Regions from separate parts of the Mus musculus genome. Here regions 1, 2, 4, 5 and 6 are each linked to region 3. Evidence: chromatin contacts called from public HiCAR-type, HiChIP or PLAC-seq and promoter capture Hi-C data. All regions are on one chromosome and are shown on one strand. The core of a region is the stretch at or near the end of the contact, and the rest is flanking DNA. Distances in the headings are between cores, read along the strand shown.

Region 1 (4,248 bases), core at 1,126-3,625, 330 kb after region 3:
ATGGATGACCTAGACCGGGCCAGCAAAGCCGATGTGCAGAAGCGAGTAAGGCTTGGCAGTGCCAGCAGCTGGATGAGCGCCCAGAGGTTTTCCTAGGCAGAGGCTGACAGGGCTCAGAGTCTGGTCCCTTGGCCTAAGCCTCTCTCCTGGGCTTCTTGTAGGTGTTAGAGAAGACAAAGCAGCTGATTGACAGCAACCCCAACCAGCCGCTGGTCATCCTGGAGATGGAGAGTGGAGCATCGGCCAAGGCAAGCCGCGAGGGCCGGGCTGCCCTCTAAATCTGGGCTGTGTGGTCACTTAAGGCCCACTGCTCAGTTCTAGAGTTAGGCTGAGCCCTGGAGAGATCCGGTGGCCAGAGAAGGAGGAGCTTCCTGGGGGTAGGAGGCCGACCTCAGCCAGGGTGTGGGCAGGGTCCTGCCACTGGTGGGCTCCTGGGAACAGCATCTGCTGGAAATGGGATGGTTCTCTGAGGGCTGAGTTCTCAGCTTCCCTTGTAGAAAGCAGGGCTCCCTTGCCAGTGACCTAACCTGAGGTTCTCCCCACAGGCCCTGAATGAAGCGTTGAAGCTTTTCAAGACGCATTCTCCTCAGACATCTGCCATGCTGTTCACGGTGGACAATGAGGCTGGCAAGATCACGTGCTTGTGCCAGGTTCCCCAGGTCAGAACTTCCCACAGTCCCAGTCTAAAAGCCTGCAAACCCGTATGCCAGTGGGAAACCCTGCCTGTGGCTCCTCAAGGAGGGCTTCTTCACAGCATTTGCCAAGACTGTTTGTGTGCACGCAGTCCTCACTAGAAACTGTTGATCTGTCTATCATTTGTCGCCTCCTGCGGCACCTTTACCCCTCGGGCTTTCTTTTGGTGAAAGACTTCACTCCTGGCTAATGCCTGGCTTTGCTCTCTGTCCTCACTTTGGCAGTAGCCATAGCTGCTCTCCTGTGCCAGCTATAGTGTTAGTCTGTGGTAGCATCACACATGATACAAATGGATGTTGGGGGCGCCTGCCATTCCCCCCTCAATCCCATTCTGACTACCATTTTCCCCTCCTATCTCCTAGAATGCAGCCAACCGGGGACTGAAAGCCAGCGAGTGGGTCCAGCAGGTTTCAGGCCTGATGGATGGTAAAGGCGGTGGCAAGGACATGTCCGCCCAGGCCACAGGCAAGAACGTGGGCTGCCTTCAGGAAGCACTGCAGCTGGCTACCTCCTTTGCCCAGCTCCGTCTGGGAGATGTGAAGAACTGATGGGAGGGAAGCCCTCTCGGGAAAGCAACTCGCCATCAACCAGACATGTCCGAAGGCGGGAATTCAGCCAGGAGCTCTCCTCCCGCCACGAAGACATTGGAGTCATGGGACCTCTCAGCAGCCCTGTCCGTCCTGATCCAGCGGTAATGGGAACACGCCTGGAGCTGTCCTGTGATTCATTGCCCCCCTCCATTACTGCTCTGAGCCCATTCATGTCAGCACCATCTGTCTAAAATCACTACCCAGGAATGCTTTTTAACGTCATGATCACATCTAGATGAGGTCACTCTGCCAGCCTGAGGCTTTAGGTCTGCAGAGGAAGGAAGCCTTTTCTCTGCAGAAAATAAAAAGGACCATGTGCAATACTTGGTGATGTCATGCGCTCTGCTTCTTGTCCTGAGGTGAGCCCTGGCTCCTGTATATCTGTTACGGTTCCAGCCTGTTTCTGGTTGATGGTATCACCGAATAGACTCCCAGACTCCTGAAAGTTCAGGAAATTCAATAGAAGGGTGGAGGAAAATAATTCTGAGTTGCTTCCAGTGGAGAACCACTGTTCTTAGTCTCTTAGGACAACCTCCACCATGCCTGTCCACATGCCTGTTTGAGGCTGCTGATATGAGGTCAGACAACTGATATAGGCAGTATGAACATGTAGGTGTGTCCTACTAACTGCCCCACCCCTACTGCTTTAACCTAAAGTAGGTTCAAGACCCTGGCCCAGCCCTAAAATGCAATTTGTATGAATCTACAAACAGCAGGGTCTGGAAGCAGAGATACTGTCTGCTTATGACAGTTCCTCAGAGTGTTAGAAATATCTAGTTGTACAAAGAGAGATACCGTCCATTTATTAAACAAGTGTTGAAGCAGCCAGAGGACTAATTGCACGAGTAAACAAAAACCTCTCACCTTGGGCAAGCTTATGTGAAACAGTCTGAATGCAAACTTCTAGGAATAACAACAGATCCGTTCCTTAGGACTAGCTAAAGTACCAGCATAGGAGTCCAGCTATACCTCGCCGTTCTTCCTCCACTCCGCTAGGTGGCAGCGCGCACACCTACCGCTCTCCCGATAGGCTCTGCGCGGGCGCGCATCTTTAAGCGAGCGGAAGAGCCGGGTGCGCAAGGGCAGCCCAGCAGGCGGAAGTAGCTCGCACGCCGGTAGCCGCCATGCCGGGAGACCATCGCCGCATCCGCGGGCCGGAGGAGTCTCAGCCGCCGCAGCTGTACGCGGCCGAAGACGACGAGACGCCCGCTGCTCGCGACCCGACGCGGCTCCGCCCGGTGTACGCGCGCGCCGGGCTGCTGAGCCAGGCCAAGGGCTCCGCCTACCTGGAGGCGGGCGGGACCAAGGTGCTGTGCGCCGTGTCCGGTCCGCGGCAGGCCGAGGGCGGCGAGCGCGGCAGCGGCCCTGCGGGAGCGGGCGGGGAAGCTCCCGCTGCCCTCCGGGGTCGCCTGCTCTGCGATTTCCGCCGCGCTCCCTTCTCCGGTCGCCGGCGTCGCGCGCCCCAGGGCGGCGGCGGGGAGGATCGCGAGCTGGGACTGGCGCTACAGGAGGCTCTGGAGCCCGCCGTGCGCCTGGGGCGCTACCCGCGTGCTCAGCTCGAGGTGTCGGCGCTGCTGCTGGAGGACGGCGGCTGTGCGCTGGCCGCGGCGCTCACCGCGGCCGCGCTCGCCCTGGCCGACGCGGGAGTGGAGATGTACGATCTGGTGGTGGGCTGCGGCCTGAGCCTCACCCCGGGACCCTCCCCGACCTGGCTGCTGGACCCCACGCGGCTGGAGGAGGAGCACTCCGCGGCCGGTCTCACGGTGGCCCTCATGCCTGTGCTCAATCAGGTGGCCGGGTTACTGGGCAGTGGGGAAGGCGGGCAGACTGAGAGTTGGACCGATGCTGTGCGCCTGGGCCTGGAGGGCTGCCAGCGCCTCTACCCAGTGCTGCAGCAGTGTTTGGTGCGGGCTGCCCGCCGGAGGGGTGCCGCCGCCCCACCCTGATTGGAAAAAACCGGAGCGACGAGGATTCGAGGACTGCTATCGCCCTTCTCTCCCTAAAGGACCAAGCGCTGATGGTCGCCTGACTCCGCAGAGCTGAGAAACGAAGAGTGGGGCAGTTGGGCGCACAGAACCAAAGCACTGGACAGCTCTGTTGGAAAGGTTTAAAAGGCCGTTGGAAACACGATCCAGTTGGAGAGATTTGAAAGCAGCCATACTCCCAAGTTGGAAAGGACTTGGGCTGGATTTACCTAGTAAATGAGATAAGGGGCTATGGTCTTGTAGGAGATGGACCCAGTGCAGGCCAGCCATTGGCTCCAATACATAATAAACTGATTCTTTTGAGAGGATGGACCAGGGGACTTTGCCTTCTCACTACTCAGAGTAAAACATAAAAACTATTTTATGACTGGAAATACATCTGTTGTGTTTTTTCTTGATACTAGAGTTAGAAACAATGCTGTTCTGAACTGGGTGTGTGTTGAGTCTGTGTTTTCAAGGGCTCCGAGTCATTACTGCCTTAAGTGTTCATATTAGCCCACTGTAACTAAGAAGGGGTGATGTGCTTTGTAGGAGAAACCTCGTGCCCTGGAGCATTGTCTGGGGCAGCTGCTGAGGTGATAAGTCTGAGGAGACTCCAGGACAGCCAGGGCTACACACAGAAACCCCTGTTTTTTGGGGGTGGGGGGAGGGAACTGGAGAGAGTTAAAAGAAGTTCTGGTGCCCCCCTATCCTTTCCTTTAGGACAAAATCATGTCTAGGAGTTGGGTAACTGAAGGATTATGCTCTGGAAGGACGCCCAGTCCCATCCTGGTGTCCTGTCCAGGCTTGGCTCCTGGCACTAAGGCTCAGTGCAGCAATGGACTACTCAAATGGGGACCACCTAAATACTGTGGCATCGCTTACAGCCTGGCTATTCCATAAGGCAGAGCGGGCCTGACCAGGATTATAGGGGCTTTTCTTCACTTAGGGTTGAATTGGAGGAAGCTGTGTGGCACTTATTAAGTAAGGGGTTACTTAAT
Region 2 (4,842 bases), core at 774-3,273, 460 kb after region 3:
CTACCTGAGCTGTGAGAGTTGGACAGTCTCATGTGCCACTGAGTTTTTTACTCCCTCCCTCTTTTTTATTTTTATTTTTATTTTATGTGTACAAGTGTTTTGCCCACATGTATGTCTGTCTAACCTGTGCACATACAGTGCCTGTGGAGGCCAGCAGAAGGCATCAGGTTCCTTGGGACTGGAGCTACAGATGTTTTTAGTTATATGAGAATGCTGGGAACTCAACTCAGACTCTCTGGTAGAGCCACCAGTACGAATTTTAACCCCAGAACCATCTCTCCAGCTCCAAATTTTAGTTCTTTCAATTACAGATTTTAAGAAATGGCCAAGTGTGGTGATGTATGTCTTTAATCACAGCACTCAGGACGTAGAGACAGGTGAGTTCAAGGCCAGCCTGGTTTAGAGTTCCAAGACAGCTACACAGTGATATTGTATCCGAGAACGGATAGACAGACAGATGTTGATACCACATGAAACAAAGTAAGGTCAACTGCAAAGCATTTTATAGATAGAAGATCACTATTACCACAGATGGGTAGCAGATGGGGCTGTGGAGTGGGAATCTTAAATAGAGAAAGAAAAATAGAAATTACAACCCTTACTGTTTTAATTTCTTTTCTTTTTTTTTTCTCCATCCTTAAGAATTAGATACTTCAGCACGGGAGGTGGGGGCATGGGTGGGGGGGAAGAGGAGGGGAATGTGCCTTTAATCCCAGCACTCAGGAGGCAAGGCTGTTGAATCACTGAGTTCCAGGTTAGCCTGGTCTACAGAGTGAGTTTTGGGACAGCCTGAGCCACACAGAGAAACCCCGTTTTAACAAATAAACAAACAAACAAACACGTTTAGACATGCTCTGTGTCACTGGTTTACCCTTTCTTGGAGCCTTTTCTGATCTGTACACATCTGACCTGGGATCCCACAATGGTTCATAACAAAGCTCTGGCCCCTTTACATACATACAGATTTTAGATAAAATAAAGATCCCAATTCTATTATCCTAGAAAAAAATCATTAAGAGAGAAATATAGGGAAAATGTCAATATTCTGGGATAGAAAGTATTTCTATAAATTATTGTTGGTAATTTGGAAAAGCTAAAGAATATTATAGCTTGCTGGTAGAAAAATAACTTTGTGAGCAAATTTTGACACCGGATGACCAAGATCAAGATAGTAATATCTTTTTTCTAGTATCCCATGGCATCTAGTAGGCTAATAATTCAAGGAATTATTGCCATTCTAGAATTCAGTGTAGGGAGTGAGGAAAATATGCAATTGGAATACAAACTGAGCCAGGTGCAATGATGAAGGAACCCCTTTAATCTGAGGCTTTGGGAGGTAGAGGCAATTGGATCTCGGTGAATTCGAGGTTAGCTTGATCTACATAGCAAGTTCTAGGATAGTCAGGGCTACATAAAGAGACCCTATCTCAAAACAAAAACAAAAACAAAAACAAAAAAAAAAAAAAAAGGAAAAATAGACTATAAACTGATGTTATGATTGTATATACATTCTGGCCCCTGATATTAACAAAAAAACCCCGAGCAAAGCTCCGGAGAGACTTGGTCTGGAGAATGCATTATGCAGCCATCCTTGATGTGAGAAGCATAGGCTAGTCATAGCCCTGTCGTAACTGTGGTAAATCTGGAGGAGTGGACACTCATTAGGATAATAATTATCCACATACTTTACAGTTCAGCACTTGCTGATAACCATTACCAGTTCATTAAATTAATCTAGAGACAGATGTTGAAGTCTGTTGTGTCAAGGAATAAAACTTTCAAAGTAAAAAGAAACCCACCCAAATTGCTCAAAGATATTCTTCAGTTTGACTAAGGCTAGATAATATAGAAGACAAAGGACGACTCTATCCTTCTGGAAAAATTGCCTTTAGTTTTTGTGAGAAAAGGCTTTTAAAAAATAGAATCCATACAATAAAAATGAAGTGCTTCCTTCCTAAGCAGTCTTAATGCAGTCAAAACCACACAGTTCACTATTTGTGCTTGCCCTCTGGGTTTGGAAAGCACTTTCTTCTTCTGGGCACAAAGGGTGGTGTAGGCGGAACTTATTTATCTTTGAAGCTGAGTCACTAGTTCTTTTAACGAAGCTAACTTTCCAAAAACCTCATAGTGAACTATGTGCCTCAAAACAGAGTTGAGTCCAGTCTATTTTTTTCCTGAACATTTTTACAATAGGTGTAAGCTTACTATAGATAGATTCCTTTTTTCCTATCCTCCTTCCACAACCTTACTAGATGGAATTAAGGATGAAAAGCAAACACAGCAGAGGCCGTCTCCTGATTCATCCTGGACTGCAGCCAGGCATATTCACTGGCACAAAGGGCACCCGGGGCAACTGCCAACAAACAGGACTGCAGAGGAGCACAGCACACTCATCCTCACAGTCTCACTGCAGCCTCCAGAGCAGCCCTCCAGCTGATTCTGCTGTTTGAGAGAAGAGGCTGCACTGGTCTTCCCATCCCAGCACCGACATGCACAATGTAACTGCTGTTAGTATCTACTTTGGGTCATGGTTAACAAAACCTGACTCCATATCTAAAGCTCATGTAAACTTGTATTTCAGACTATAAAATTGTTATAGACTGTACAAAAAAAAATTTTTTAAAGATTTATTTCTTTATTTATTAAGTACACTGCAGCTGTCTTCAGAAACCCCAGAAGAGGGCGTCAGATCTCATTAGGGATGGTTGTGAGCCACCATGTGGTTGCTGGGATTTGAACTCAGGACCTTTGGAAGAGCAGTCAGTGCTCTTAACCGCTGAGCCATCTCTCCAGCCCAACTGTACAAATTTGATTTTACATGATTAACTAGAAAATAAAATTTGCTCTTAAGCTCTTGCTCTCTCCTTGTCTCTTACCTCTTGCTCTCCTTCTCCCCTTTCCTTCCCCCCTCCACGTGGCTGCCTTTCTACAATAAATGCCTTCAAACCATTTTAAAAAAAAGGAGAGAGAAGAAGAAAAGAAAATTCAAGTAGTATTTAGTGTTTAATAAAAATAGCCAAAACAAAGTAACAAATGAATTGTGGTTTCCTAAAGCGTGACTTAGGTTATAAAACTAAAGTATCTTTCCTGCTTTAAAAGGGAAAGTCATTGCAGAGAGTGCTATGTTGTAGAGGCTTGCACCTGGTATGCTAAACTGCAGGAGATTTAACCCATACAAATAACAAACATGGTCAAAGGCAGGAGACGATGTTCTGCATGCACTGTGCTGACTCTGTACTGTGATCTGCAGGACTGCGCTGCTCATAAACACAGGATCAAGAGTCACTTCATTTTCTCCCAGAAAAAGCAAGTCCTTTTTCTGATGTAGGGGACTGACCTCATGGTTGCATTCATGTTATATAGCAATACGAAAGCTAAGTGTTTGTGGAAAAGACTATCTTTATATTCTTGTTTGTAAAGTTTGGAGCTGGTGAAAGACAGATCTTTCTGCTTATAGTTTCCCTGATTTAATCAATAAAGACACTTGATTCTGAGGATGATCCTTCAGACTTGTGGCATATCGTAAAAAAGTAAACTGGCAGAAATTTTCCATTCATGTCAACTCTCAATTTCAACTCAATCAAACTTGTTAAGACAGGCAAGTTCTCTTCTCCTAATAGCCTCTCATTTTGAAGAAAGTGATTTGCCTTTATTCTGTCTTTCGTAATCCAAACTGGCAAGTTCTTTAGAAACAGGAAAACAATGGATTTCCTTTACCTAGCTCCACAGCAATTTTTTTTTTGTTTGTTTTTTTTTTTTGGTTTTTTGAGACAGGGCTTCTCTGTGTAGCCCTGGCTGTCCTGGAACTCACTCTGTAGACCAGGCTGGCCTCGAACTCAGTGCTGGGATTAAAAGCATGTGCCACCACACCCGGCTCAGCTCAGGGGCATCTTCTTAATTAGCAATTGAGTGCCCAGTTCACTGTGGGTGGTGCCACCTCTGGGCAGATGGTCCTGGGTTCTATAAAAAAGTAAGCTGAGCAAGCCAAAGCCAGTAAGCAGCAATCCTCTATGGCCTCCATATCAGTTCCTGCATCCAGATTCCTGCTTGAGTTCCTGCCTAGACTTCCTTCAATGATGGTGGAGTACGATGTGAAAGAACAAGCATTTAAAATAACCCTTTCTTCCCAGCTGTTTTGGTTATGGTGTTTCATCACAGCAATAGTAATCCTAAGAAAACAGTCAAGTGGCAGCAGAAATATTTTTCCTTACCGCCTGTTGGCAGTTCATTCCAAGGTTCCCCTTTTCACCCCGAACCACTTTCATCAGACAGTGGAGGGTTCGCCCTTTCCGATGTAATCCAGAACAATGGTGTTCAATCTCCCCTCGACAGCTCAGGATGATCTCGGGGCTCAGAGAGAAGTCTTCCATCAGCATGCGTCGGTAATCCAGCATCTCACCTTGGCACTCACTGCTCACCTGCCGCCCTGTGTCAGGGGTAAGTCAGACAGTTATGAAATGGGAGTCTGAGGACCAGAAAGCTCTACATGTTAAACTACGTTTCTGTCTGGAAAAGAATAACCCACAGCCTTTCCAGATGGAATTACTATCTGGACTGAAATGCTTAGAACATGGTAAAACTTTTGCAGCATAAAGAAAAAGAAAAAAAAAAAAGCTTAGACCCAGGTTTAGCCTGCAGGGTTGTGCACTATAGATCTTATCAACCATAATACAAATGTTCTGCCAAAGCAAGTCCTTTTTCTGATGCAGGGGATTGAACTCATGGTCACATTCATGCTACATAGCAATACGAAAGCTATCGGGGCAGTAAATAAACTGAGAACAATCGTTATTGCCCTATACAGCTAAAGTTTGTGGAAAAGACTATTCTTCCAAAATTCAT
Region 3 (4,771 bases), core at 739-3,238:
TGTTCCAGGCCCCAGCTGCCTTCCTGGCTGGCTGCTGGCCCTGGCTCTCACCCTAAAGGGAGCCACTGGTAAACAGGAAGTGCTCCCCCATGCAACGCTCCGGGCGCCATCAACAGCCCACAGGCCGACAGACATCCAAGCAGCGGGTTGGCTGTTCCCACCAGCTGCAGGAAAGGGGGTGGACATGGGACCCTAAGCACTATGGGTCTGGCTGCTGGGAAGATGTCTTGGGCAGGGACCCACAGGTGCCCAGAGACTGAACCCCACCAGCACCTACCATGATGCAGACACTGACTCTGACTTCTGTCCATCTTCCCAGAGACTGTCTGAAAGCGGCCCCCAAGTCCCAGAAAGGTGACTCCCCCAGCATCGACTACACAGAGCTGCTGCAGCACTTTGAAAAAGTCCAGAAACAGCACCTGGAAGTAAGACACCAGCGCAGTGGGCGAGGGGATCACCTGGACCGCAGAGTTATCCTCTGATGTGCCTAGCATGGAAAAGGGCCCTAGTGGCCTAAGAAGCACTCAGGGTCTCTAAGCTGAGGCCACAAGGAGCCTAAGAACCTGCCTCCAGCAGGGCTGGACCCAACCACCAGCCAGGGTAGGGAGGGGGATGGTATTGGCTCTGTCAGCCTCAGCTCCTCCCAGCAGAGCACCTGGACCCCAGCACTGTCAGCTACACTCTGTCCTGGGACCGATGGATTCTCTCCTGAGTCGGGACTACAGCCTCAGAATCCAGAAGCAGCCTCTTTCTAATCCCTGTCTGTGAGAAGAGCTTGACCTTGGCCCCAGAGCACTGGCATGGTGTGTGTGCATATGTACATCTGTGTGGAAATGCACACAGGCCAGCACAAAGACCTCTACAGAATGATGTCCATCCCTGCCCCAATAAAGAAATCACAGAATCCTTAATCAAGTCTGCCTGCTCCTTCTCTGCTAGCACCTGTGCCAAGCCTGATGCTGCAGCTGCCCTGGGGCCTCACCTATCCTGGAAAGCCAGCTTCATTCTAAGCCCTGATTCCCATATGAATCCAGGGACCAATTCTTCCCAGGACCAGTACCTTCCTCCTGGCCTTACTCTCGATCCTTAGTCCTGCTTTCTGAGTCCCTGTGCAATGTGGATGTCCCCATAAGCAGGAATGGCACAGCAGAACACTGCAGAGCAGTGAGCAATGGGAGGAAATCAAAGATAAATGCCCCAATCTTTGACTTAGCTCAAAGAACCGCGTCTGTCACCTGGCTTTGGGTTCTGGTGAACCCTAGTTGCCTGCTGCGGCCCTTTAGTTGCCAGGAGCTTGTGCCTGCTTTCCCCTGGAGCCCTAACTATGTGTGCCCCATGAGAATAGGTTCACCTGGAGTCTCCTGGACGACAGCAGTACTTGCCCTCCCATGTGTACACGCGTGCATCCCCACACACTACACTCTGCAGGTTCAACACAGACCCTACTCACGAGGAAGTTGGGCCGGGACACCATCACTATTTCCACCCCCAATCCAGGTGACACCGGTACTACTTAGAAAAGGAACTGAAGGACATTTGTGCAGGAGGGTTGGACTTTATGGATGGTCTGTGGTGGACAGCTCCAATGCGGCCAGTTCCCGTTCCCCTCTGCACGATGCTCAGTGCTATTCATCAGGCCGGGATGCACTAAGGACTGCATCCTTGGCGGGTTTCATCTTGGTCGAGCCCAAGGCCTTGAAGGTGCAAACCCGGGTCCGCTCCCGCTGGAGGGTGGGGGGCTGGCCCGGCCCCGCCCCTGCGCCGCCCCGACCCGCGGCGGCGCCCGCTCCCGCCGGCCCCTCTTGCCGGACCAGTCTGGCAGCGCCAGAGCTCGGATTTCAAAGCCCTGGTTTCTGGCCGTGAATGGGTCCTCGCCCGCCCGGCCTTTCCCACAGCCCCCTCCTGTGCTCCCTCCCCGCGGCCCTCCCTCCGCCGCGCCCACGTGACGCCCGAGCTTCGGCGGCTCGGATTACCGCCGCCGCCGCTCCAGTGCCCGCGCCGAGGCTGCGCCGCGAACTGCCCGCGCCGCGCCCCCAGCCCCACCGAGCCATGGCCCGCGCTGCCGGCCCACGGCCCGCAACCCCGGAGCGCGGCGCGGCCGGCCGCTGAGAGCGCGGCCCCGAGGCAGGGAGCCCCGGCGCGGCCTCGGAGCAGCGCCCGCGGCGGTCCGGCCCCTCCCCTGCACGGCTCCCCGCGCCCCTTGCGCGCCCTGCCGCCGCGCGCCCGGCCCCAGCATGGAGACGGCGGAGAAGGAGTGTGGCGCCTTGGGCGGGCTCTTCCAGGCCATCGTCAACGACATGAAGGTACCCCGGGCAAGCTCCGGGCATACGGGTCTCCTCTGAGGGACGCGTGGCGGGCAGTGTGTGTGTGTGTGTGTGTGTGTGTGTGTGTGTGTGCGCGCGGGCAGTGTGTGTGTGTGTGTGTGCGGGCAGTGTGTGTGTGTGTGTGTGTGTGCGGGCAGTGTGTGTGTGTGTGTGTGTGTGTGTGTGTGTGTGTGTGTGTGTGTGTGTGTGTGTGTGTGTGTTTCATCTGAGCCTGTCCTCCTGCGCCCGCCTTGCGCCCAATGCCTGTCTGGGTCCGAAGGGTGGGAGTGAGTGCTCGCAGGTTGGGATGTCCGAGAGGTCGCCCCGTAGGATCCCGATCCAAAGCTGAGCGTCCGCAAACACTCGGTACCCCAGACCCCCAAACTATGAATTGGGTTTATCTTTAGGACCGACCTTTAAGGCCCTTTAACGGATCCAAGGTCTCTCGGGCCTCCGCCCCCTTTCACCACAGTGCCCCCCCACACACACACACACACATACCCCCGACGCCCCGAAGCCCAGACAATGCTGTCACCGCCAAAGCAGGAAAAAAATAATAAAGCAAAGAACTGTTAACTCTTGCCCCGCCAGCCTCGGGCCTCTGCATGGATGCAGCCCCACCTACACACACACACACACACACACACACACACACACACACACACCAACAGATCCAGCAAGCTCCATTACTCCAATCCTCGGGTGGGGTCCTCCCTGCAGCCCAAGGGTAGGACTGAATCCACCTTGGGGAGGAGGTAGGCTGTGTGTTGGCTAAGCAACCTGGGGAGCGCTTTCAGCAACCCCCCCTTCCTGATCACTCAAGGTCAGACTGAGCAGGCACCCTGTTCAGATGGGGAAACTGAGGCCTGCGAATGGCTCAAGGTCATAAGGAGACCATTGGATCCTGCTTCGGGACCTCAGCCATTATTATCCATCTGGTAATTTACTGAATTCTCCCTGACCCCCAGAGGCCAGTGTTTGACGAGGCTGATCCGAATTGACTAGGCAGGGAAAGCTTCAGTGGCAAGGTGGGCATCGAGTGCCAGTGTTCCTGTCCTGCACTGTACCCCTTGGTCTAGGAACACGATGGAAAACGGAAGAAACTAGGCCCTGTGCTGAGCCTCCTCACATCCTTACCCTAGGCTCGCACTTAGCAAGAACAAATCAGAATCCTGCTAGACCCTGGGGGCTGTGGAACCCACGTACAGGTACACCCTACCCAAGGGCTCCAGAAAAATGCTTTAGGAAAGTGATGCCTTGCAGAGAGGCAAGAAGTTGGGGCTCCCCTCCTAGTACTGCCAAGAAACACCCCCAGTAAGGGAAGGCATCTGTCAGATACTTGCCCCCTAAAAAGAGGCCTGAAACCACACTGGCCTGGGACTTACAAGTTAGCAGCACGTCAGCGCCTTCCCATAGTTCTATACTTTTCCCTGGGGTTCCTCCCTCGCCACAACACACACACACACACACACACACACACACACCCCTGGCAACTCCACCTGAGGGCCTCATCACTAGCCCTCAGCATCTTGGTACCAGCTCCTCTGGCAACTCCACCTGAGGGCCTCATCACTAGCCCTCAGCATTTTGGTACCAGCTCCTCTCTGAAACTGTGTAACCCAGACCACCTCCCCTAGCTGACACTCCTGGGCTGGCAGAGGGTGGGAGCCACCCACACTGCCTCCCACTGCAAACACTGCAGCAAGCAGCCACTTCTGCCCAGACGAGACAGCAGGATAGTATCCTCCATTCCTGCCAGTTGCAAGGAACTCAGTTGAGACACGGGTCCAGTCTCAGCAAAGAACTTAGTGGCAGGCAAGATTTCTAGATACGTGGGGCCAAGATGGAAGAGACTTTACCAAGCACCATCAGATCATGTATACTATGCCCCTATCAATGACATGCATGGATTAGGGACCCTGAAGGGGCCGGCCACCTGCACTGATTGGCTGGACTTAAAAAGCTGCTTCTGGCTGTCTTGCTCAGTGGCCACCATCAAGAAGTTCAAGGAGACTCAGATTGCCTGGGGCTGATTCCTAGTGAGTTGCCCAGGACTCTCTCTGGAGCCACTAGAAGGCCCCAACCCTGCACTGAGGGATGGTGTGGGAGGAAGGGTCCCCACTCAGATCTTCAACTACACAGACAGAGGAGGGTGGGTGCAAACCCAGGGGCTTGAAAGGGCCCTGGAGAGCTGGTTAGCTTGCCCTGTCTCCTCTCTCTCAGGCCAACTGAACCCAGAGACTTGATCTTGCCTGGGGCCCTAGGCCTAGTCAGCAGAGGAAATGGGGTCCCCATCCCATGCTACCCTGAAAGTGGGTTCATCCTAATCCAGACTAAGAAGTGTCACACAGACACAGGCTCTGGCCACAGGGAAAGGCTCCTGACAGAGAGCTGGGGCTTTTGCCCTCTTAAGCAGTTCCCACAGCAAGTGACCCCCTGAAGTCTACACACAGGCCCTGATTCTACAG
Region 4 (4,972 bases), core at 1,839-4,338, 310 kb after region 3:
GATTTTGTCTAACAGTATAAATTTAGATATATACTGGTATAACTTATGCCTGCCCATGAGAATGTAACCACCTTAATGTCAGGGACTACTTCATCTCTGCATCTAGCACAAAGCAGTTAGACTGATCATCAAATACTAAGTGAAGACTCAACTAGCATCTGGGAAAGGGAGAAAAGAATACAAAATCATTACAAGAGATGGTTAGTTCTTAAACCACAGACAGGTTCTCTATATCTCAGTCACTAAATCCAAAAACAAAGACAAGGGGAATAAGGTTAGGAAGCAGGAAAGAAAAAAGTTGTTAAATGGGTGGCTAGCTGCAGATGGAGGAACCTCATTTGTCTTCATGGAAACTAAAATAAAACCAATAGTCTGTCTGCTTTAGTGTTCCCGAGCAACAAAAGGAAACATATGGGAGAGAGTAGACAAAGGAAACTAGCAGAGGGATTAGCAGAAAGGATATCACAAACATGTAAAAAGACTCCATTCATTCTGGGATCAAGAACGTTAACTGGCAGTAAGTGCAAAGCCTCCAGTACACTGTGCGGGATAGCAGCTATCCACACACTGGGGCCATTGCTAAAGCACTCCCAGTATCCTACCAGGAACATGGTCTAATGGTAGTACTCATCTTAAAAAGAGAGCCACAGAAATACCTAATAAAAAATGGAAAAAAAAAACAAAAAGAGAGCCACTGCTGGGCATGATGGCGCACGCCTTTAATCCCAGCACTTGGGAGGCAGAGGCAGGCAGATTTCTGAGTTTGACGCTAGCCTGGTCTACAGAGTGAGTTCCAGGACAGCCAGGGCTACACAGAGAAACCCTGTCTCCAAAAACCAAAGAGAGAGCCACTGGGGAAGGACTGAAGGGGATTGCAACCCCATAGGAAGAACAGTATCGACTAACGAGACCACCCAGAGCTCCCAGAGACCAAACCAGACTCCAGATACATATGTAGCAGAGGATGCCTTATCTGACATCAATGGAAGGGGAGCCCCTTGGGCAGGAGTGGGTGCATGGGTGGAGGAACACCCTCATAGAGGCAAAGGAGAGCAGGGAAGACAGAATGGGATGGGAGATTTGTGAAGGGAAATGCAAACGAATAAAATGATTAAGAGAGAGAGAGAGAGAGAGAGAGAGATACAGATAGACAGACAGTGCTACTAAGTACTGAGCCAGGTGTGGTAGCACACACCTTCAGTCCCAGTGCAGGGAGGTACAGGTGTGGGCCATGTAGCTTGGGCTACATGAGACCTTGTGTCTAGAGAAAGGAAGGAAAGGAAAACGAGACTATATTTAACACAAGAAAGAAAGAATCCCTCTGAATGAGATTGAAAGCAAATCTGCTGTTTCCCCTTCCCCTCAGAAAATGGGCTCTAACCTTGGAATGGCCCATCAGTTTGAATGAGACTAAAGGTTATGACATAAACAGTTTTTATGCTGGGCATGGTGGCACACACCTTTAATCCCAGCACTTGGGAGGCAGAGGCAGGCAAATTTCTGAGTTCGAGGCTAGCCTGGTCTACAGAGTGAGTTCCAGGACTGCCAGGGCTACACAGAGAAACCCTGTCTCCAAAAACAAAAATAAATAAATAATTCCCTCAATGCACAAAGCCAAAAATATTATTTCTCTTTAAACTATATACAAAGAGTGGGCGAGATGGCTCAGCGGGTAAGAGCACTGACTGCTCTTCTGTCCAGAGTTCAAATCCCAGTAACCACATGGTGGCTCACAATCACCTGTAATGAGATCTGACACCCTCTTCTGGTGCTTCTAAAGACAGCTACAGCGGTACTTATGTATAATAAAAAATAAATCTTTGGGCCTGAATGAGCGGGGCCAACAATTCCCAACAACCACATGAAGGCTCACAACCATCTGTACAGCCACAGTGTACTTATATACATAAAATAAATCTTTTTTTAAAACCCTATATATAATAAAGGCTTTGAGCCAAAATGGATAGTTAATTCTTTATTGTATTTGATATATATGTGTGTGTGTATGTATATGTGTGTGTGTATATATATATACATATATATATATATACATATATTTTTTTTCCAGCAAGATCACTATGCAGCCCAGGTTGGCCTCTTACTTGAGTCAGCCCTCCTGTCTTAAGTCTCCAAGAGATAGGATGAGGGCTGGTGAGATGGCTCAGTGGGTAAGAGCACCTGACTGCTCTTCCGAAGGTCCAGAGTTCAAATCCCAGCAACCACATGGTGGCTCACAACCATCCGTAACAAGATCTGACTCCCTCTTCTGGTGTGTCTGAAGACAGCTACAGTGTACTTACATATAATAAATAAATAAATATTAAAAAAAAAAGAGATAGGATGAGAGGTGCCACATCACAGTGACAGGTTCAAACCTTTATTTTTTCAAAGTTAAAAAAAAAAAAAAGAACAAGGTCCTAATTCTTGGAAAATTCAAGACATATATAATTCCATATTTAACTCTAATCTTGCTACTATGTATCAGGTTCAGAAAACCAGTTAAGCCAACCAAAAGATTTACTGATAGGCCCCACCAGTCATTCACTACCAATAACCAAGCTAGAGGTAACCAAGTTGGAGGAGTCATACAAATAAATATGAGTAAGACAACCTCCCTGAGCCCAGGAAACTCAAAGCCCAAGCTACAGATTACCATCCGAGTTTGTGAGTGCAATCGAATATCAGCCCTGATTCCAGGAAGACAGGCAGGTGGCTGAGCACTATGGGCAACCAAGCATCCAACTTGAGTTTACACAAGGTGGAAGGGCTTGGGTAATCAAAGCCAGCTCTGGTTTCGGGGCCCATGCCGCCAGGGTCCTCCACCCAGTTCCAAGCAACCTAAGATCTGTCCTTCTAAGGGGCAGATATCCTGACTGGCACTGGCCCCTGGTCCTCCAGCGGTTGGTGACAACTCACAGACTCAGCTGCGGCTTCCTGTTCGTCTACTGCTAGGGCCCAAGAATCCGTAGCCATGGCCCGCGGTGCCGGGGCAGCGCTGGCAGGCTTGCCCGCTTGGGCGGTGCGACCGCGGACTCAGGTGGGTGGCAGAGAAGTCCAGCACCGCCCCGAGGGAAATCATTCACTAAAGCTCAGACCGGAAACGGCGCGCCACGGTGTCGTCAGAGTCAGCGTCAGCTCCGCGCCCCTAAGGTCCGGGGATCCAGCGCCACTACTGTCCTCTTCGGGTTCCCACCCATCACCCTTCGCTGCAGATCGTCCTACAACCCAACTGAGGTAGCCAGCATTAAATGCTCTTGGACCGAAGGCGGAAAGTCACATTTTCAATCAGCATGGTGGCATAGATGGCCCTGGTATAACTATTACAGCCAGAATACATAAGCAAGTGTTTTACCTTTTCAGGATATTTAAAATGCCTCTGTGTAAACGTGCCTTACCAGACTCTTAGCTAAGGTCAAAATAGTATCTGTTCTTTTCAATTTAATAAGATGTCTAAGCATTGACAATCAGTCCCGTGAAACAAACAGGTGCTCAATGATATGCCCCAAATTGAGTTTTGAACACCAAAGGAAGATGCCAAGGAAAATTCTTGGTAGAGTATCAGAGACCAGAAAGAGCAAGCGGTTTGCTCAATCAAATCAATTCAGTTCCTGAAGGAAATGGTAAAAGCAGTTTAATAACAAAATACATGACCTCTGGCGTTATCTATGCTTTCTTCAGATGGCCATCTCTCCTCTCCTATGTAAAGGTTGTGTCGTTGGCATTTTATTTAATTACTTTTGGATGAATACTTTAAAGATTTAGTCATTTAATTTTATGTGTATGAGTGCTTTGCTTGCATGTCTATGTGCACCACATGTGTGCTTGGTACCTAGTCAGAAGAAAGTGTTGGATACCCTGGAAGTGGAGTTACAGATGGTTACAATGTGGCTACCTGGAATGGAACCCAGGTACTATGCAAGAGCAACAAATGCTCTTAATCTCTGCTCCATCTCTCCAGCCTTCACAGCCTTCATTTTGGGAATTTTTTTTCCGAACTTTTTTTTTTTTGGTTTTTTGAGACAGGGTTTCTCTGTATAGCCTTGGCTGTCCTGGAACTCACTTTGTAGACCAGACTGGCCTCGAACTCAGAAATCCACCTGCCTCTGCCTCCCAAGTGCTGGGATTAAAGGTGTGTGCCACCACGCCCTGCCTAATTTTGGAAATTTTAAAAAGGAAATAGCTCTAGTTTTAGAATAGTAAAATAAAGGCAGAAGGAACTACCTGCTTCCCCCTAACCAGGATTAAATAGGTCTTTATCCTGTGTATTCCATAGAAAGAAACTGAGCATCTTCCTGGAACTATAAAAACATTTTACTAATACCCCATGATAATAAATTAACCTCAAGAAATGTTGGATAGGTAAGGGTGGGGTGGAGGCAGGAGCCAGCTAGGAGGCCATGATCATATTTCAAGTTAGAAGAAACCCCAAGGAAAAGCAGCTAAAAAACAATTAAGTTATTTTGTATTTTTCAGGACTATAGAAGATTATAAATAAAATTTCAAATAGATTTTATTGAAGTGAAACATTAAGTTACACAAGATGCAATACAGTAGAATAGGTTCCACTTGATCCACAAAAACAAACCAAACTCACATAGGTGTGTATACAGTATTAAAGTTATCAGAAACTCAACTAACAGGGACTGTTTATGAGGGGTTTATCTAACTCACAGTGACCTGCCTGCCTCAGCCGACAAAATGCTGGGATTGCAAGCATGAACCATCACTACCATCTGCAATTTCATTTTATCCTCGGAAGTTAATTTCCATGTGCTCTTTTGAGTCAGAATCTCATAAATAAATAAATAAATAAATAAATAAATAAATAGCATGGTGGTGAAACCTGTAACCCCAGTGATAGGCTGAAAGCAGGAGAATAAGAGCTGGTGATCAACAGGTCCTTTGTCCTGGATCTGTAGACCAGGCTGGCCTCCAACTCACAGAGATCCACTTGCCTCTGCCTCCTGAGTGC
Region 5 (4,438 bases), core at 989-3,488, 370 kb after region 3:
TGTGAGACATGCAAATGAGGTATGATAATGAGGCTCTGTGAGGTACAGAGAGAGAAAGAGAGTAGCCAATCAGATGAGGAACATGCAAATGAGGCGTAGTGCATAACCAATCCGGGTGTGAGACACGCCTCTCCTAGGCCTATATAAGCAGCACCAGTTCTGGGCTTGGGGTCTCTTCGCCTCTACAATCAAGCTCTCCCAATAAACGTGTGCAGAAGGATCCTGTTGCAGCATCTAGTCTGGCGCGCGCAAGAAGAGCTTTCAGACTTAACACTTATTTTATCTTTTATTTTCGAGACAGTGTTCCTGTATGTACCTCCGGCTGTCCTGGAACTCCCTCTGTAGACCAGGCTGGCCGCAGACTCACAGGGACTCACCTCCTTCTGCTTCCCAAGTGCTGGGATTGAAGGTGTGTGCCATCACTGCTCGGATAGACTTAGCAATTTCTAGTAGAGTCAGTAACAGTTGTGGGTGAGAGAAACATTCCCTACGTGTGACACATAGATAACACACCACCTCATTTCATTCACCCTGTCCTGTAGATAACTAGGTTGCTACAAAGTTTGTATGTCTGGAAATTGTAAGTAGGCAGATGGCTCAGGAAAAACAACAAACAAACAACAAAAAACAAACCCAAAAACCTTTGGTTCCCTGACAAATTAAAAAAACCTATCCCCAAATATTTTTGATTGGTCAGTGTCTTTTCATTTTCATTTTTTGGGGATAGGTATCATTAAAAACTTAACCAAAAATGTGAAAGGATTCATCTACTAGGGGCTTCCAAATGTCTTGAGCTTAATGTTTCAGGAGAACAAGGGCAACTGAATGTGTGGTGAAGCAAGCCACTTGGGAGGTGGAGGCAGGAGGACCAGGAGCTAAGTCATCCTCTGTACCTATTTGAATCCAGCCTAGACTGAGACTTTGCCTATAAAAACATACACATAAATAAATAAATAAATAAATAAAACAAATAGACTTTTTTTTGGTTGTTTTTGTTTTGTTTTTTTGAGACAGGGTTTCTCTGTGTGGCCCTGGCTGTCCTGGAACTCACTCTGTAGAATAGGCTGGCCTCGAACTCAGAAATCCATCTTCCTTTGCCTTTCAAGTGCTGGGTTTAATGGCGTGTGCCACCACTGCCCAGCTACAAATAAACTTAAATAAAACAAATAAACTAAAAAAAAAAAAAAAAAAAAGGAACCGGGTAGAGTTGAGTCTTACTGTCAGTTCTCATCTGGGCAGTCTTGGAGAAATTCATGGCTAGTGAGTTGGGTATAAACTAAGCAAGCTGGGGAATGAATGACATCATGAAAAGGAGATTCTTGAAGCCTTCTTGTTCCTAGTCAGAGCGCTCAAGACAGCACCAAGGTACACAGCCTAGCAATAATGTTCAAGACTAGCTCATAAGACAAGATAGGCTAAACTAAAGCACACCATTTCGCTTGCTGCTTGTGCGAAGGATGATTGGATGGTGTGCGCCAGGCGCGGGGTGAAGGTGTTGAGAAGCTGCACCTGAGTAAGGTTAGGTCCTCAAGATATCTGAGGGCCACGTCTACACCAGTGTAGAGACACATATATTTAATCTAGTAACGAGTGCTGTGAAAGAAACTAGGGGATGTGGCTGAGAGTTGGGGGCGGGGGTGGGGGGATGGAAGGCAGAAGATGTTTCTGAGGCTCCAGTGAACAATGCTTTCCCTCTGGGCAGCCGCAAGGAGTAAGATGGGAAATAAGGTCAGCTGATTCGGCCTCCAAGGTGCGGCCAGGCCCACAGTACAACTTCTGCCCAAGCCAAGCACTGAAAGGCCTTAAGCGACGTGCAGGGACGGACAACGGTGACCACGGGCAGAGAGATGTGGTTCTGGGCTGCGGACCCCTCGCGCAGGATCGGAGCTCAGGCCTGGCGGCAGACGATCACCCGAACTGCCCACACACCGAGGCCGGCGGGAGACCCGGAGCGGGGACGGAGGACGTTGGCAGGTCCCCGCACACTCGTCGTCAACCAGGCGGAGGCGGAGGCGGAGGCGGAGGTGGCGCGGGAGGGGCGGGGCCTGGCGAGACCCAAACAAGCGCACGTGCGGGCCGGTCCGCCGCGGTGACGTCACGGCGCGTCGGCGCGCGCGCCCGCCTTACCCTTGCCGCGGGCCGTAAAGCGCGGAAGGTCGCAGGCCCCCCGCGGTCCCGGAACTCTGCGCTCCGCGTCCCGCCCCGTCCCCATGCCCTGGCCCCCTTTCCGGCCGGCGCAGACCCTCTTCAGCGGCTGGGCTGCCCTTCACTTCCGCCGGGCGTTGCTGAGCGCGCTGCCCGCGAGTCGCGGGCCCGTGAGGTAGGAAGCCGGCTAGGACCCGCGGGTCCGGGCGGCCTTCTGGTCCCGCGAACTCTTGCGCCCCGCACGCCCCTGGCGTCCGAGCTTTGGGCTCCGGCTCCCGGCCGTCCCTCCGGGTCTCTGAGGCGGTGCCACCGGTCGGGCGCCGGGATTGAGCCAGTGGAGCTGCGCGGGCCTCGGGGAGCCGCGCCCGCCGTCCCGGGACTGCGCGCCGGCTCTCCCAGGGCGGCGGACCGGGCCTCGGGGCGGGCTGCGGCTCGGGCGGGCGCGCGCGCACTGCTGTCACGGCCAGAGGTGGCCCCGCGTCTCTGCAGGTGGAATGGTTTCCCACCTTGTAATGTGCGGCTCGGCTGTGCTTCACCGACTCCTGTCAGAGACCTAGTCAGGGCCGTGGGGTTTCCAGTGGGTGACTTGGGGTGACAGTTGTGTGTGATCCCGAGGTGCGAGTCCACGGTCTCCAAGCCTACTTCGAACATTTATGCAATCTTGATTTGTAGGGATGATGATGTGGTAGAGGGTCTAGTTATAAAGACGTCCTTTAAGGATCCTCTTTTTTTTTTTTTTTTTTTTTTTTTTGGTTTTTCGAGACAGGGTTTCTCTGTATAGCCCTGGCTGTCCTGGAACTCACTGTGTAGACCAAGCTGGCCTCGAACTCAGAAATCCACCTGCCTCTGCCTCCCAAGTGCTGGGATTAAAGGCGTGCGCCACCACGTCCGGCCCAAGGGTCCTCTTTTTGGCGTCAGGGACGTGTATAATTTTTCTTAAATTCTCTCAGCCAACGGTGCATTTGTTGAAAATTACAGCATCCTGAACTTGCATGATCAAACTGTTCAGAGGGTCATTCTGTTGCTTGTAAACTTGCCCTGGTGATTCCTCCGAGTTATGTGTGGGAGATGCGTCAATGTACATTCAGCCTTCATTCTTTGTGACCTGTGGCTCATGCTGTTACCAGAGGAAGCATTCAGGAGTTGTTAGAACTGTCCCTGTGACTGCCTTTTAAAGACAGAGTCTTGCTCTGTGGCCCCAGCTCACCTGGAACCTGGGCATTTCTCCTGTTTCAGTATCCAGTGTGGTGGGAATTTCAGGTGTGAGCACTGCTCCAGGATTGAGCTTGTTGGTGTAGGATCCGAGCACAATCAGTCTGGGTCTTAAGGCTGTTTAGAAGTTACTCTTACTAGTAGAGATACCGTTAATTTTCACGAATTTCAAGAAAATGCAAAACTTCCTGACCTTTCCTTTGAATGAGTTTGCAGTCTTCAGTGTCTGTTTTCCTGGCTCTACCTCCTTTTCCTGTGAAACTTGCTTGCTTTTACTGCCAGACCCCTTCATCACATTTTATTTTATGAGTGTTTTGCCTATGTGTACGTTTGTGCACCATGTCCACGCTTGATGTCCACAAAAGTCAAGGCATTGGATTCACTGGAACTGAAGTTAAAGATTGTTACCTCCTTGTGGGAGTTGGGAATCAAACCCAGGCCCTGTGCAAGAACAGTAACGTTCTTAACCACTGAGACATCTCTCTAGCCCTCCCTTCCTGGTATACTTCAGTCTTTTCTGCCCTCATCTCTTCACTCTTGAAGGTCATGATGATCACAGAGTCAACATTCTTTTCTTGGCCTTATCAGACTGGGCATTAAACGTGCTTTGTTCTTTCCTGAATCTCCTGTTTGTCCTTTTCTTCCTGTCTTGCCGAGAGATCATAAGTTTATTGAGCAAACAGTGACAAAGGACTGGGCATGGTAGGGTTTCTCAGGGAGGAATTCTCTGTTATGTTTCTTTCCTGTTGCTATTCTCTTTTCTAGGTAGGGAAAGAGCTTCTGGTACTGCTTTACAGCTGTTTGGCCTTTGCTTACCTGGATTTCTTTGAAGCCCATGCTTTTAATCCCAGCACTGGGGGAGGCAGAGACAGGTGGATTTCTATGAAGTCTAAGCAACCTTGGTCTACATAGCAAGTTCTAGGCCATTTGCTACAAAGTGACACCCTGTCTAGAAAGAAAGGAAGAAAGAGAGAAAGGGAAAAAAGAAAGCAGTAGTAGTATTATGATAAGTGGCTCTGATGCTAGATTTGCAGTTTTGTCTTTGATTATAGAATAATAATTTTACATAATATACTTTATA
Region 6 (4,410 bases), core at 958-3,457, 280 kb after region 3:
TGCTGGGGGGTATGTGCATGCTGGGGGGTATGTGCATGCTGGGGGGGTGGGGTGGTGGCGAGGCTTATCTCAAGGAGGTTACGTCAGCTTCCTGATAAGCAGAATGGTTTGAACAAATCAAGGATGTTTAAGTAGTTGTGGTGACAGTCCTCTCATAATGAGATTAGGGGCATACATTTTTTTAAACCCCTGTAGTGCTAGGGTTTCCAACCCAGGACCTTATTCAGGCTAGGCAAGGGTGATTTACAAAACTAACTCCCCAGTTTTTGATAGTACATTTTTAAAAGCCAAACATGTGAGTATGGTGGTCCTTTCCTGCAATTCCAGGTAAGACAGGAAGATTACTGGATTCCAGGGGTTTGAAGCCAGTCTGGACATCAAAGTGAGATCCTCTTCTCAAAACATGTAATTACACCAGGCATGGTGGCACACACCTGTAGTCCCAGCACTCAGGAGGCAGAGGCAGGTGCGTCTCTGAGTCTACAGAGCAAATTCCAAGATACCCAGGGCTACACACAGAATTAAATTGAAGAAAAAAAATTCAGTCACTATGTCTTAGGAATAATCACTAGATTTGAAACTTCAGATGGGGTTCATAAGATGGCCTGACAAACTGGAGGAAGAGAACCTACCCTCACAAGCTACCTCCTGACCTCCACACATGAATGCGGCACATCCATGTTCAAAATACGAGGATATACACAAAGCAAATCCAAATAACTTTTAAAAACAAAGAATAAGGAGAGCTTCTTAAGAAAATCAACTGCTGGATCACAGGGCTCCCAATGGAGGAGCTAGAGAAAGTACCCAAGGAGCTAAAGGGATCTTCAACCCTATAGGTGGAACAACATTATGAACTAACCAGTACCCCTGAGCTCTTGACTCTAGCTGCATATGTATCAAAAGATGGCCTAGTCGGCCATCACTGGAAAGAGAGGCCCATTGGACACGCAGACTTTGTGTGCCCCGGTACAGGGGAACGCCAGGGCCAAAGGGGGGGAGTGGGTGGGTAGGGGAGTGGGGGTGGGTGGGTAAGGGGGACTTTTGGTATAGCATTGGAAATGTAAATGAGCTAAATACCTAATAAAAAATGGAAAAAAAAAAAAAAAAAAAAAAAAAAAGAAAATCAACTGCTCATTCTTCAGCTGAATTGGTTTAAGAGTTAAGAGAGCTCGCTGCTGTTGCGGAAGGGCCAGGGTTTGGTTCTTAGCGCCACATGGTGGCTCACAACAGTTTGTAAATCCCAGTTCCAAGGGGATCTAAAACCCTCTTCTAACATATGTAGGCTCAAGTGTGGTGCATAGATACGAACAGGCAAAACACCCATACACACACATAGAAAACATAAGATATTAAAAGAAAGTATTTGAGGCGACCCCGAGGTAAATAGTGAAGCCAGTTGGGCTGTGTCAAAAACACAGGCAGCAAAGCTGTAACTCATACACTTAAGAGGAGGCGGAGGGATAGGGATGCAAGAGCTCTCAAGGCCAGTCTCAGCTAATTAGCAAGTCAGAGGCCAACCTGGGCTACACCGTCTCGAACCCACCAACGCACCCCTCCAAAAACACAAAAACAATCTAACAAAAACTATACGACACTTAAAATAGCAACTAGACAGTTTGCATTTGTTGCTAAGTGAAGCATTAACACAAACAAAACCCGTTATTCTGGCGAGCTACAAACTGCCGCTTGGCGGTTAAGCATGAATGTGGGGCTGTTAGGGGAAAGGCAGCATAAACTCACTCAAAAACTACCCCTCAACAACGAAAAAAAGAGAGAATTTTATGTTGCCATTTCTTGTAAGAGGTCAAGAGAAGGGCCAGTTTGGGGCCTCACACACTTAATAAAGACAATGTCACCATGGGAGCAACTTTTCAGTCCAAACTCGGATAAGAAGCTCGCTGCGGGTTTTCTTCGCTGTCGGAGCAAATCCGCCGCGCTAAGTGATCGCCCACAGCAAACTCCAGCGAGCGCGGGCTGGCCCGGCTCTGAGGTCCCCGTGCTGGAAACCATGTCCGCCTCAGTCCCCTAATCCCCACCAGGCCACTGACCGACTTGACAGCGGCTTCCTGCTCGTCCACCGCCAGCGCCCATGAGTCGGTGGCCATGGTCCCGACGCGAGCCGACCTGCAGAGATGCTCCGCGCCCCGCCAACACCAGCGCCGAACGCAAGCCCGCGCCAAGTGCCACTCACACGGAGCGGAAAAAGACCCGCGCGGAGTTGACGTCAGTTCCTGCCCCGCGCGTCCGTCTTCCACCCACGCTCCGCCCCCAGGAAGATAAGCATGCGGAGCTTAGCACTTTAAGGTCCTGAGTCGCTTATTTCTTAATTTGAGGCCAGCCTGATCTACTGAGAGAGTTCCAGGACGGCCAGGGCCACACAGAGAAACCCTGTCTCGAAATGCTAAAAAGAGGAGGAAAAAAAAAAAAAATTCCATCTCGCTAGGTGCGATCTAATTGAGTTAACGTCCTAGAGCTCTGCAGAGTTACTTAGTACTCGCCCAATCGCTTCATTTCATAACCAAAATACTTACCCATTTTTTGGTTTTGAAACTAGGTATCTTGTTTTAAAACAAGGCTACCTTGAACTCGGTTTCCTCCTTAATAATCTCCAACACCTAGATTACAAGGGATCGAACGCTCTCTCTCGAGATGGCTCAGCGGTTAAGAGCACTGACTGTTCTTCCGAAGGTCCTGAGTTCAAATCCCAGCAACCACAAGGTGGCTTACAACCAACCGTAATGACATCTGACACCCTCTACTGGTGTGTCTGAAGACAGCTACAGTGTAGTTACATATAAATAATAAATATTTTTTAAAAAAATAGAACGCTCTCTAGTGGCCTTTGCAGTCGCAGACACACATGCATATACATACAACTAAGAATGAAATGATCTGAGCATAGGTGGCACAGGCCTTTAATCTCAGAATTTGGGAGGCAGAGGCCACTAGAGCAAATTCCAGAACAACTAGGGCTACACAGAGGAAACCCTGTCTCAAAAAACAATTAAAAACAAACAAAACAGAGTTACATCCTATGTGTGTGGATATGTATTTAGTTTTGTTTTTTTTTTTTTGTTTTTTTTTTTGAGTCAAGAATTTCATGTATCCCGTGGCTTTTTTTTTTTTTTTTCTGCCTCCCAAATACTGGGATAAGAGAAGTACTTTCCCTCTGTTGGGATACATTTTAAGTCATGATAGTTGTGTAAAGCTGTTTGAATGACTTAGGCACTTCACAAAAAGGATGCTCTTAAAATAGTGCAAAATTTTAATGGAATGGTAGTGAACACTTTTAACTCCAGTACTTGGGAGGTGTAGGAGGAAGATTGAGAGTGCAAGGCCAGTCTCTGCTACAGGAGACCTAGTCTCAAAATGCATATATTTTGAGTCTAACTGCCCATTGTCCTCTTGAAATTGCACTACCAAGCATACCTATTCTAGTACCAAGAACATGGCTATTTCTTCATGTATCTGCTGGGACATACTTCTTAGAGAAGACATAGTGTCTGACAACAATTAAGAAGTTCAAGTTTTGACTTGTCTTAGGTTTGCAAGATATTTAGGTTTGGTTTGGTTTGGTTTGGTTTGGTTTGTGAAGACAGGGTTTCTCTGTGTAGCTCTCGATTGTTCTTGAACTCATTCTGTAGACCAGGCTGGCCTTGAACTCAGAGATCTGCCTACCTCTGCCTCCCGAGTGCTGGGATTAAAGTTAGGCACCATCACCACTCTAAGGGTCCATAATTTGCTGAAGAATGACACACACACACACACCAACTCAAATAGATTGTAAATGCAAAGTGTTCTTTATTCTGTACAAGTTCAGCATGCTTGGGTCTCCCCATGACCGAGAGAGAGAGAGAGAGAGAGAGAGAGAGAGAGAGAGAGAGAGAGAGAGAGAGAGAGAGAAAAGAGACCCAAGTGAGCTTGCAGGCCTGATTTAAAGCATATTAGGGAATCCTGGGTTAAGGTGACCTCTATGTTAATCTGTTGGGTTCATCTCTATTCTATTACCAGGGTGTGGGGGGCTGAGGAAGTCTGGAAACTGCTGCTGACCCATTGTCCTTGCCTCAGGCCAGGTGGCAGGGCAGCTTGTGAGGCCTGGACTTGCCTGGAATTGCCCAGTTCTTGGAGACAGAGATTTAGACCTCGTCTCCTTAACTGCCAATCTGAAGCTTGTCATGGAATCAGCCGAGCCTTCTCACACCCATCTGGCTTGCTTCCTTTCCTAACCTTTTCTTCCTTCCTCCTTCCTTCCTTCTGGCCTGGAACTCTCAATGTAGAACAGGATAGTTTTGAACTTTCAGAAATTCTGCTACTTCTGCCTCCCGAGTGCTGGGATTACAGGCATGTACCACGACTCCTGCATTTAATGAATTAAAAAAATTCTTTCATACCACCTGCATCCACTAT

The links. Promoter capture Hi-C pulls out the DNA fragments that hold promoters and counts their contacts. HiCAR-type assays count read pairs that join an accessible place to other places. HiChIP or PLAC-seq counts read pairs in DNA pulled down with a chosen protein or histone mark. Capture Hi-C pulls out chosen DNA fragments and counts their contacts.
Region 1: a promoter capture Hi-C map of embryonic stem cells shows a contact between it and region 3, with 2.1 times the contacts expected there. The contact joins the promoter of Exosc6 here to the promoter of Mtss2 in region 3. A contact is called at or near these places in 6 of 39 promoter capture datasets (3T3-L1-derived adipocytes, embryonic stem cells, hippocampal neurons and 2 more), 1 of 484 Hi-C or Micro-C datasets (embryonic fibroblasts), 3 of 115 datasets of contacts at active chromatin or transcription factors (cardiomyocytes, embryonic limb bud and embryonic stem cells) and 2 of 9 other capture datasets (adipose tissue and pancreatic islet).
Region 2: a HiCAR-type map of astrocytes shows a contact between it and region 3, with 2.5 times the contacts expected there. The contact joins the enhancer-like site here to the promoter of Mtss2 in region 3. A contact is called at or near these places in 7 of 39 promoter capture datasets (the C10 cell line, cranial neural crest, embryonic stem cells and 1 more), 1 of 15 datasets of contacts at CTCF or cohesin (large pre-B cells), 1 of 115 datasets of contacts at active chromatin or transcription factors (astrocytes) and 1 of 9 other capture datasets (adipose tissue).
Region 4: a promoter capture Hi-C map of adipose tissue shows a contact between it and region 3. The contact joins the promoter of Ddx19b here to the promoter of Mtss2 in region 3. A contact is called at or near these places in 13 of 39 promoter capture datasets (the 3T3-L1 cell line, the C10 cell line, cranial neural crest and 6 more), 1 of 484 Hi-C or Micro-C datasets (nephron progenitors), 3 of 115 datasets of contacts at active chromatin or transcription factors (embryonic stem cells and memory CD8 T cells) and 2 of 9 other capture datasets (adipose tissue and liver).
Region 5: a contact with region 3 is called in an H3K4me3 HiChIP or PLAC-seq map of embryonic stem cells, with 4 times the contacts expected there. The contact joins the promoter of Pdpr here to the promoter of Mtss2 in region 3. A contact is called at or near these places in 4 of 39 promoter capture datasets (the 3T3-L1 cell line, liver and pre-B cells), 1 of 15 datasets of contacts at CTCF or cohesin (embryonic stem cells), 5 of 115 datasets of contacts at active chromatin or transcription factors (astrocytes, embryonic stem cells and neural tube) and 5 of 9 other capture datasets (adipose tissue, embryonic stem cells, liver and 2 more).
Region 6: a promoter capture Hi-C map of embryonic stem cells shows a contact between it and region 3. The contact joins the promoter of Ddx19a here to the promoter of Mtss2 in region 3. A contact is called at or near these places in 9 of 39 promoter capture datasets (the 3T3-L1 cell line, the C10 cell line, cranial neural crest and 4 more) and 2 of 115 datasets of contacts at active chromatin or transcription factors (embryonic stem cells and pancreatic cancer cells).

Annotation. Positions count from the first base shown.
Region 1 is chr8:111,053,964-111,058,211 of GRCm38.p6, forward strand. It overlaps Exosc6 (exosome component 6), which reads left to right and starts at 2,376. Exons shown (of 1, transcript NM_028274.4): 1 at 2,376-3,701. The coding sequence starts at 2,408. The coding sequence ends at 3,229. It overlaps Aars (alanyl-tRNA synthetase), which reads left to right. Exons shown (of 21, transcript NM_146217.4): 18 at 1-45; 19 at 162-248; 20 at 546-659; 21 at 1,056-1,606. The coding sequence ends at 1,241.
Region 2 is chr8:111,183,503-111,188,344 of GRCm38.p6, forward strand. Glg1 (golgi apparatus protein 1) reads right to left here. Exons shown (of 26, transcript NM_009149.3): 8 at 4,212-4,426. Among named protein-coding and RNA genes, the nearest start is that of 9430091E24Rik, 40 kb to the left of the region's middle. Within about 2 kb of position 2,024, at least 100 of the 459 cell types and tissues checked have an H3K27ac peak or open chromatin away from gene starts, as enhancers often do. A contact at or near this core is called in adipose tissue and astrocytes, where this site is marked.
Region 3 is chr8:110,719,488-110,724,258 of GRCm38.p6, forward strand. Mtss2 (MTSS I-BAR domain containing 2) reads left to right here and starts at 1,989. Exons shown (of 14, transcript NM_198625.2): 1 at 1,989-2,303. The coding sequence starts at 2,235. It overlaps Vac14 (Vac14 homolog (S. cerevisiae)), which reads left to right. Exons shown (of 19, transcript NM_146216.3): 19 at 320-911. The coding sequence ends at 482.
Region 4 is chr8:111,024,682-111,029,653 of GRCm38.p6, forward strand. Ddx19b (DEAD box helicase 19b) reads right to left here and starts at 3,089. Exons shown (of 12, transcript NM_172284.5): 1 at 2,917-3,089. The coding sequence starts at 2,973. It also overlaps a transcript of Aars not described here.
Region 5 is chr8:111,092,507-111,096,944 of GRCm38.p6, forward strand. It overlaps Pdpr (pyruvate dehydrogenase phosphatase regulatory subunit), which reads left to right and starts at 2,239. Exons shown (of 18, transcript NM_198308.1): 1 at 2,239-2,320.
Region 6 is chr8:110,995,616-111,000,025 of GRCm38.p6, forward strand. Ddx19a (DEAD box helicase 19a) reads right to left here and starts at 2,208. Exons shown (of 12, transcript NM_007916.2): 1 at 2,052-2,208. The coding sequence starts at 2,108. Gm51551 (a long non-coding RNA gene) reads left to right here. Exons shown (of 3, transcript XR_003947457.1): 3 at 328-841.